Regions from separate parts of the Drosophila melanogaster genome. Here region 1 is linked to region 2. The links are chromatin contacts, called in public Hi-C maps. All regions are on one chromosome and are shown on one strand. Each heading gives the region's core, a stretch centred on a gene start, on an enhancer-like site or on the middle of the called end of the contact. The rest is flanking DNA. Distances are from core to core; before and after follow the strand shown.

Region 1 (3,654 bases), core at 924-3,423, 280 kb before region 2:
CAAATTTTTTGAATATCTTTTCTAGAGCGTCGGAGCTGTAAGACTCGTGTTTGCCCACATTTTCGACAACCAAGGTAAGTTCACTGGTACGTGAAATCGATTCTTGTGAGATCCGACGAACCGTTATAAAGCGAGAAAACAGCTCAGTGCTATGCAGTTTAAGAGCCTTCGGTATGTCATCGACCGACGCCAAACGTACAAAAGCTCTGGGCATGAGGCGGTTACTGGATATAGTCACCGCCTCCACGGGAGCTACCTTCTCAAAAAAGGTTTTTAAGTCGTCCTTGGTAATATTAGGTCCAATCAGGCCAACCACCACCGTGCGTTCGTTGTTCTCTTCCTTATTTCTCGGTTGGGACACAGACAAAACATTGTCTCCAAGGGTTAACGCTTTAGGCTTAGCCTGCAGAACAGCTTCTGCTCCAGTTGACGTATCAAAGGCAATGAGAACTGATTTATTGCCATTCAAATTAGTGAAACGCTGCAAAGCGGAAAGTCGTCCGAACTTGGCGAACAATGCGACCAAGTCCTTGTGGAGATACTCTATGTGGAACAAATATACTAAGTTTAAATATACTTGAAAAATGAAATAATAAACCAGTTACTTTACCGTTTGGTAGGTTTGTGACAAAAACGATCTGGTTTTTTGGCGTTCCCAGCGGAATCTTGCCAACCTTTACTTTTGGAATTCCTCTATTTTCTTCGGACTTTTCAGAGTTGGCTTTTTCTGATTTCTTGGAAACTGGCTTCTCTACAGGCGCTTCTTCATCATCATCGGATTCATCTACCTCATCCGCGCCTTCACTTTTGGAAACCTCACCAGGCTCCAACTCATCGTCATCATCATCTTCCTCATCGTCACTATTGTACTCTTCATCTTCCTCAGCCTCGTCGTCAATTAAGCCCGCTGCCTCTTCGGTCTGAAAAGTAGACAATTTTCTTATAACCGCTGATGGGAGAGCACCAATAAAGACAATTTTTTTTTTATCGATATATGAACCGAGTCGGTATAAAACCAGAGGATCGTGGGTTATGTGCACTCGTCTTATAATTATAAAATCTTTACAACCACGTGGCAAAGAAAACGTAAAATGGATTCTTATCCATGCAGATCTATATATACGTGCATACTATGCATGTAATGTTAGCCATATCCATTCAGAAGACCACGTTTTTTTTATAGCTTACCTCAAAGTCGCTGTCGTCCCCTGGCTGCTCGTCATTTTGCTCCTCCACATCAGACTCGTCCTCTTCACTGAACTGCGGCACTTCTTTAACAGGCTGTTTTCTGGATTTTTTGGAAGGCGATTGGGGGACTACTGTCTCCTCTTCCTGTACCTTTGTGGACTTGGTTACCCGTTTGGCCAAAGGCTTTTCCTCTCCATTCGTAGCTTTTTTTCCTTTGACGGTGACGGCTTTCTTTTGGGCCATTTTGACAGCTTTTAGAGGTTTTCTGGGCAAAATTAGCAAAGTCAAGTTTGGACTGAACAACGCGTGGTTTCGTTCAATAAAATGCACGTGGAAAAGAGGGACAGAACAGTGTGACCGTTGTGCTCTATCGGTGCTAAGGCTGATTAAATAAAGTATTTTAGAGACTTCAATCTCATTTTTATAGCTCTATTCCACTACTAAATATGGTTTAAAGTCCGTTCATGCACATGTATACATATAAAAATAATAAAAGCCTTTAAAAAATAAAATAAATATTAAACAGTTTATATAAAGTATTTATTTAAGACTTAGGATACAATCTATGATTAGATATTTACCAACGGTCTGATTTTACATGTGTTTATACATTCCAAATGGTAAGTTTCCTCAATCATCAGCTATGAATCATCTGTTTCTAAAGGAATTTATAATATATATATTATATTTCATTAAAAAGCCAAGTCAACCTGCAGTTGCATTTTATCTTAGTAGGAAACTTAATGTTAATTCAAGCAATTGTTAATGGTATTGAAAGAAAAATTATTAAAAGTCACTTACTATGGGCCAGGGCACACTTAGGAAATATAAATAGGTGCCAAAAATGCAAAATAAATATTAATTATAGGCTGCGATTATGGTACGACCAAACATATATCGGTTTGTTCGCACTGAATTGAAATACCAGAGAAGTACATAATTTGTTAGTATGTAATATTCCCTGGTATTTTTCCAATGACTGTCAAGCAGTGCTGGTAAATGGCGGAACAAGTATACACATAAAAAATTAAATTGCAGCACAAGTCCCGCAACGCACACATATATTTATTTAACGGAGTTCCAATTAAGCAGGAACAGCAGAAAAGCAGAATAACAAGCATAACCGCCAAATAACATAATGAACGGTGGTGGTGGAGGAAGTGGAGGAGCAAATGTGAGCAATGGCTCCAGCACCAATGTAACAGCTGCCGGGAGCACTGGGGGCGGAAGCGCAGGCGACGAGACTGGTGGAGATGCCAGCTCCAGACGCCAGGCGACTCGGGTGTTTAAGAAGAGCTCCTCCAACGGCAAGATAACAGTTTACCTTGGCAAACGGGACTTCGTCGACCATGTCACGCACGTGGATCCCATTGACGGTGTTGTCTTCATTGATCCAGAGTACGTAAAGGACCGTAAGGTTTTTGGCCAGGTGCTTGCCGCCTTTCGGTACGGACGTGAAGACCTAGATGTTTTGGGATTAACGTTCCGTAAGGACCTGTATCTGGCGCATGAGCAGATCTATCCGCCCATGCAGCTGGACCGCCCGATGACCCGGCTTCAGGAAAGGTTAATTAAAAAGCTGGGGCCGAACGCCCATCCGTTTTATTTTGAGGTTCCGCCCTATTGCCCAGCCTCTGTGTCCTTGCAGCCGGCTCCTGGAGATGTGGGCAAGTCTTGCGGAGTAGACTACGAGCTGAAGGCCTTTGTGGGTGAGTCTTTGTGGGTCTGATCTTGTGGGTGTGTCCGTATACGGTGGTCAGTCAAAGTCAAAATCATTGATATTTCGCAGTGTGGCACATACCGTGTTTATTATATATGTTGCAATACATTAAATTTACAAATTTACAAATTTTTCTTTTTTCTTTACAAATTTTTCTTTTACCTTAGAGCAGTTAAATTGCGGGTACTATTGTTTCTGAGAATAAAATAATTTATTAAGAATATGGTTACAGTAGCAAAACTAGCTTTGTTCTTTTCTATAGAAGTTAGACTGTAAATTTCTTATATGTGTGGTTTTGTGTAAGTTAGCGCGTGCATCACGCGGTTGGGAACACAGGGTTAATCAATCCAACTACGTCGGGCTGATGACGCAGCGTTCACCTAATTGAAATTCGACACTTCTAATTGGAATTTGAATCAACCGAAGTTGCAGCGCAGTTAATGCTGTTGTTCGCCTTAACCAGGCGCCGCAGTTGGCGGTCTGACGATTTGTGTGCCAACAGCAAAGATCTTACATAGTTTCAAAATGTTTATTTGTTTAGTTTCTAATCTGTATTTAATAATTAAAAAAAGGTTTAAAGAATTTGTGCTTTATTTTATTAGTAGAAAGGTTTTTGGTTTCTGTAAATTTTAAATTTTTCATATTTTCGTACGATCGCCGAGCTCCACTCGCATATATATTATGTGCCCGTGGCACCCCCTTAATACATTCTCTGTTCAATAAATATTATTACCTATTGCCCTATT
Region 2 (3,518 bases), core at 261-2,760:
CAACGAAGCGAAAGAGGCAATAAGAGGCGGATAAATACAGCGCTAAGAGAGAGACCGAAAAGGCCCACATGTGTACGAAGCTCAGTTTTGGGTGTGTGAGTGGTCCTGCGTGTGTGTAAGAGAGCGCTGGGTTGGAATATGAAAAATCAATATTATTTAATAGACGGGGCAGCAAGCGCCAAATAATGCTCCAAAAGCACACAAATTACGCTCTCACCCACTCACACGCACGCACGCTCACCCACAGAACCCTCTCTTTTTGTGTGTGCGTTTGAGTTTAATTTAAAATTGTTTTTGTTTTACGCCTCGCTCTTCATTCTTATTTATTTATTGTTATTTTTTTGGGCAAACAAAGAACATTTTCCTGCCGAAAATTACATCACGTCCAAGTTTACGGATTTTGCACTCACTCTCTATCTCTCTCCGCCCGGCATCATCCTTAAGCGGAATGTCGGTCGGTGGGTGGGAGCCACTGGTGGAAAAAGGGGCGGGGAAAGGGTGTAGGCGAAGGGTGGTGAAAATAACTACGCATAAAGTTATAGAAAGATGCCAAAATTAGCGGTTCATTGGGTGTGTCGAGGGCGGTAAATTGCTCACATTCTTTCTATAGCTTTAAAAGTTGTAAGAGATTAACGGAAGTCACCCAAGGACGGCGGCCAGTGCGGCTTTTTATTATTTTTCACTGTTTTTTCACGCGCACACACACTTCCTCACGCGCACGTACATTTATTTTTCGCAAATGGAATCGAGCGAACTGACGACCGAGTCCCAACTTTTCGCAGGCCTCAAAATGGGCGATTGCTCTTCCTTTCGCCTTTGCTCTGGACAGCGGGGAGCCCTTACTTGGCTGCGCCACTCGAAGCTAGTCGCGGTAACTATTTCGCGAATATTGAGCTTACAAATCAGCCGGCCAATAGACAAAATGGCGTCTGCCGTTGCTGTTGTTCTGCGGTCAACTCCAATTGCCATTGCTTTTTACCTGCCTGCCCGACGGCGAAGAGCTGCGTATCCTGCGAGCGTCGCGGTTGCGGCCACAGGGTTTTTTCTACCCGCTCGTTGTCCAATTCGCGTTAAATAAATTATATTTAAGCTATTTCTTTTGCTAGGGTTGTGCAGTTCGGGCGAACTAGTTATGAATTGAACCGGTTCGCGCGGTGCTTTTTACCAGAGTTATCAGGCCATGCCAAAAGCGCGCCTATCGAACTGGTTTATGTGGTACATATAAGGGACCCTAAATTTAAATTTCTGGCAATTGGGATTTCAAATAAAATCAAATCATTGAAATGCACTGTAAGAATGTACACTCTACTAGTCATGTTTAATTGTAAATAAATATATAAAAACATATAGTATTATTAATTTGATCAAATTAGAAAGCAGTCTTAGGGCCCATTATATAATCTGTAGAAAATAATTTCCTTATTTTTAATACATTTCGCATGTGCTTCTGATGTATTATCATTTTATAAATTAGTATTAATTTAAGTGCACGAACAACCTATTCGTTTATTCAGTGGTCCTACTGATAACGATAAGTCCGATATCGATAGGAGTATTGTTTTTATTTTGTTTAATGTAATATACAATACGAAGTAATTGTTTTGATTTCATGAGAATGTACGACGCGTTGGAACGCTGCCCAGGAGCCTACTGTGGGCGATCACCGCTAGGAAACAACAGCTGGAGCAGCTGCGGGGTCTGTCCCAGAGGATCTCGGGTTAATGTTCTAGCATCCTTCGGAACGGCGCCTGGAAAATAATTTACTTTTATATTGTTCAGGTGAACCAAAGTTACGCATGCTCTCCATGCCGCGACGAGTTAAGCACGTACTCCTGGCTATACCTGGGATTCATGACCATGCTGCCACTTATGATGCACTGCTTTTTCATTGACATGGACGCCAAGGATCGCAAGTGAGTGAACTAATCAAACTGGAAGAAGAACTTACTTAGTGAATTCACATAGGTTTTCGCGGAAGCAGCTGATCTTGACGGCCAGCGCTTTCGTTGAGGTTGCCATATCTGCCATCCTCGCCACCTTGCTAATGGAGCCCATGTGGGAGCTGCGCCTCTACGCCTGTGATGTTCGAAAACTTACTGACTGGTACACATTGTTTTACAACCCCAGCCCCAATTATGAGGCACGAGTCTACTGCACCCAGGAGGCAGTTTACCCATTGTAAGACCCAGCCACCCAAGGCTCCAGGTGTTCACAATAGTCACTTTAATGTTCAATTTCCAGGCAAACCATCGTGCTGGTTTTCTACTTTCTGTGCCTGGTGAACATGTTTCTCATACGCCCGCTAGTCAGCAAAATTATGGATGTGGGGGGCAGAAGCAAGGCGCCGATTTACTCGGCTCTTTACTTCCTGCCCCTGCTCACCTTTATCCATGCGTTAGGATGTGGGTTGATCTGTGAGTACTTAAGTGCTTGCTAATATTTTGGTCTTGAGATCTTTTCTTTTTCAGATTACTCCTTTCCGTACCTTAGCGTGGCCATATCCATGGTAGCCAATGCCATCCACTATTCCCTCAAACTGGATCAAACCCTAAAGGCATTGGTTCACTCGTCGGTGTGGGAGTTAAAAAACGTGGTCATCATAGGTAAGCAAAGTGCGCATTCACCATACATAAAGTATACCAGCAGCTTACTTTCCCAGCTGTGCACTGGATGTTGTTGGCCTACGGCCTCACCTCCCTGAATTACCACTATGCCTTTATGTGCTTGGTGCCCTTCCCCACACTGTTCTATATTTTGACCGTACGTTTCACGGATCCTGCCGAGTTCCGGGAGCTGGAGTCGAGAATTTGATGCGGCGACGTCCAGATGCAAATTTTTCACGCCCGGGGAACTCGTCGATCGACTGTTGTTATCTATGTGTAGTGTACGCGTCAATTAATTTATTTACATTTAGTATGTAGCTCAGACTCAGACCTGTTCCGAGTATAATTGCGGCTCTAAAAGCCGTTGAGAAACAAATTTAGGAGCAGGTCTATTTAGTGTTTTCGTCGCACAAGCTTAATTCATTCTTCGTTCTTTTCGTTTTAATTATATTTCACATTAATTATACACATATAGTAATATTAAATACAAATCATCAGTTTCCCATCTCTAAAATAGTTTTTACACAATACGTATTGCTACATATTGGATTTGGATGCCGCATTTCGCGTTTCACGTTCAGATCCTTCGTTCCAGTGTGTGAAGTCGGAGGCATCGTAGTCGTCTTTGTCGTCATCGTCGTAATATTCCCATATCGTAGAAAAAATAACAGAAGTCAAGGACAAGGTGCAGCAGATGAAGAGCGAAGTATAAAGGAAATCAATACCAGCCAAGAGAATTAAGTGTGATAAACGCAAGCACATTTTTTTTTTTTTTGGGATGAGAGTTGTCGCTGCCGGTTTTTTTTGTTTTGGAGTGTTGACATCAGATTGTAGGGCGTCTATTCCGCTGTCGTGCGTTCATTAGTGGCTGCAGACTTGTTCCGCTCTTCAAGGAACTTCAAACGGCGCTTCCTT

What was found. Hi-C and Micro-C count contacts between places; a contact is called where the count stands out from the background.
Region 1: a Hi-C map of the Kc167 cell line shows a contact between it and region 2, with 5 times the contacts expected there. The contact joins the promoter of krz here to the promoter of CG2126 in region 2. A contact is called at or near these places in 4 of 107 Hi-C or Micro-C datasets (the Clone 8 cell line, the Kc167 cell line, the ML-DmBG3-c2 cell line and 1 more) and 2 of 6 datasets of contacts at active chromatin or transcription factors (both in the Kc167 cell line).

What each region holds. Positions count from the first base shown.
Region 1 is chr3R:32,050,512-32,054,165 of dm6, reverse strand. krz (kurtz) reads left to right here and starts at 2,173. Exons shown (of 2, transcript NM_080249.5): 1 at 2,173-2,897. The coding sequence starts at 2,327. mod (modulo) reads right to left here and starts at 2,106. Exons shown (of 6, transcript NM_079875.3): 1 at 1,990-2,106; 2 at 1,770-1,846; 3 at 1,189-1,685; 4 at 611-920; 5 at 1-543. The coding sequence starts at 1,431.
Region 2 is chr3R:31,774,644-31,778,161 of dm6, reverse strand. CG2126 reads left to right here and starts at 1,510. Exons shown (of 6, transcript NM_143638.4): 1 at 1,510-1,717; 2 at 1,780-1,913; 3 at 1,966-2,178; 4 at 2,242-2,414; 5 at 2,469-2,603; 6 at 2,660-3,113. The coding sequence starts at 1,610. The coding sequence ends at 2,811. It overlaps faf (fat facets), which reads right to left and starts at 744. Exons shown (of 19, transcript NM_001260461.1): 1 at 598-744; 2 at 411-524. It overlaps sip3 (septin interacting protein 3), which reads right to left. Exons shown (of 6, transcript NM_001276223.2): 6 at 2,999-3,518. The coding sequence ends at 3,443.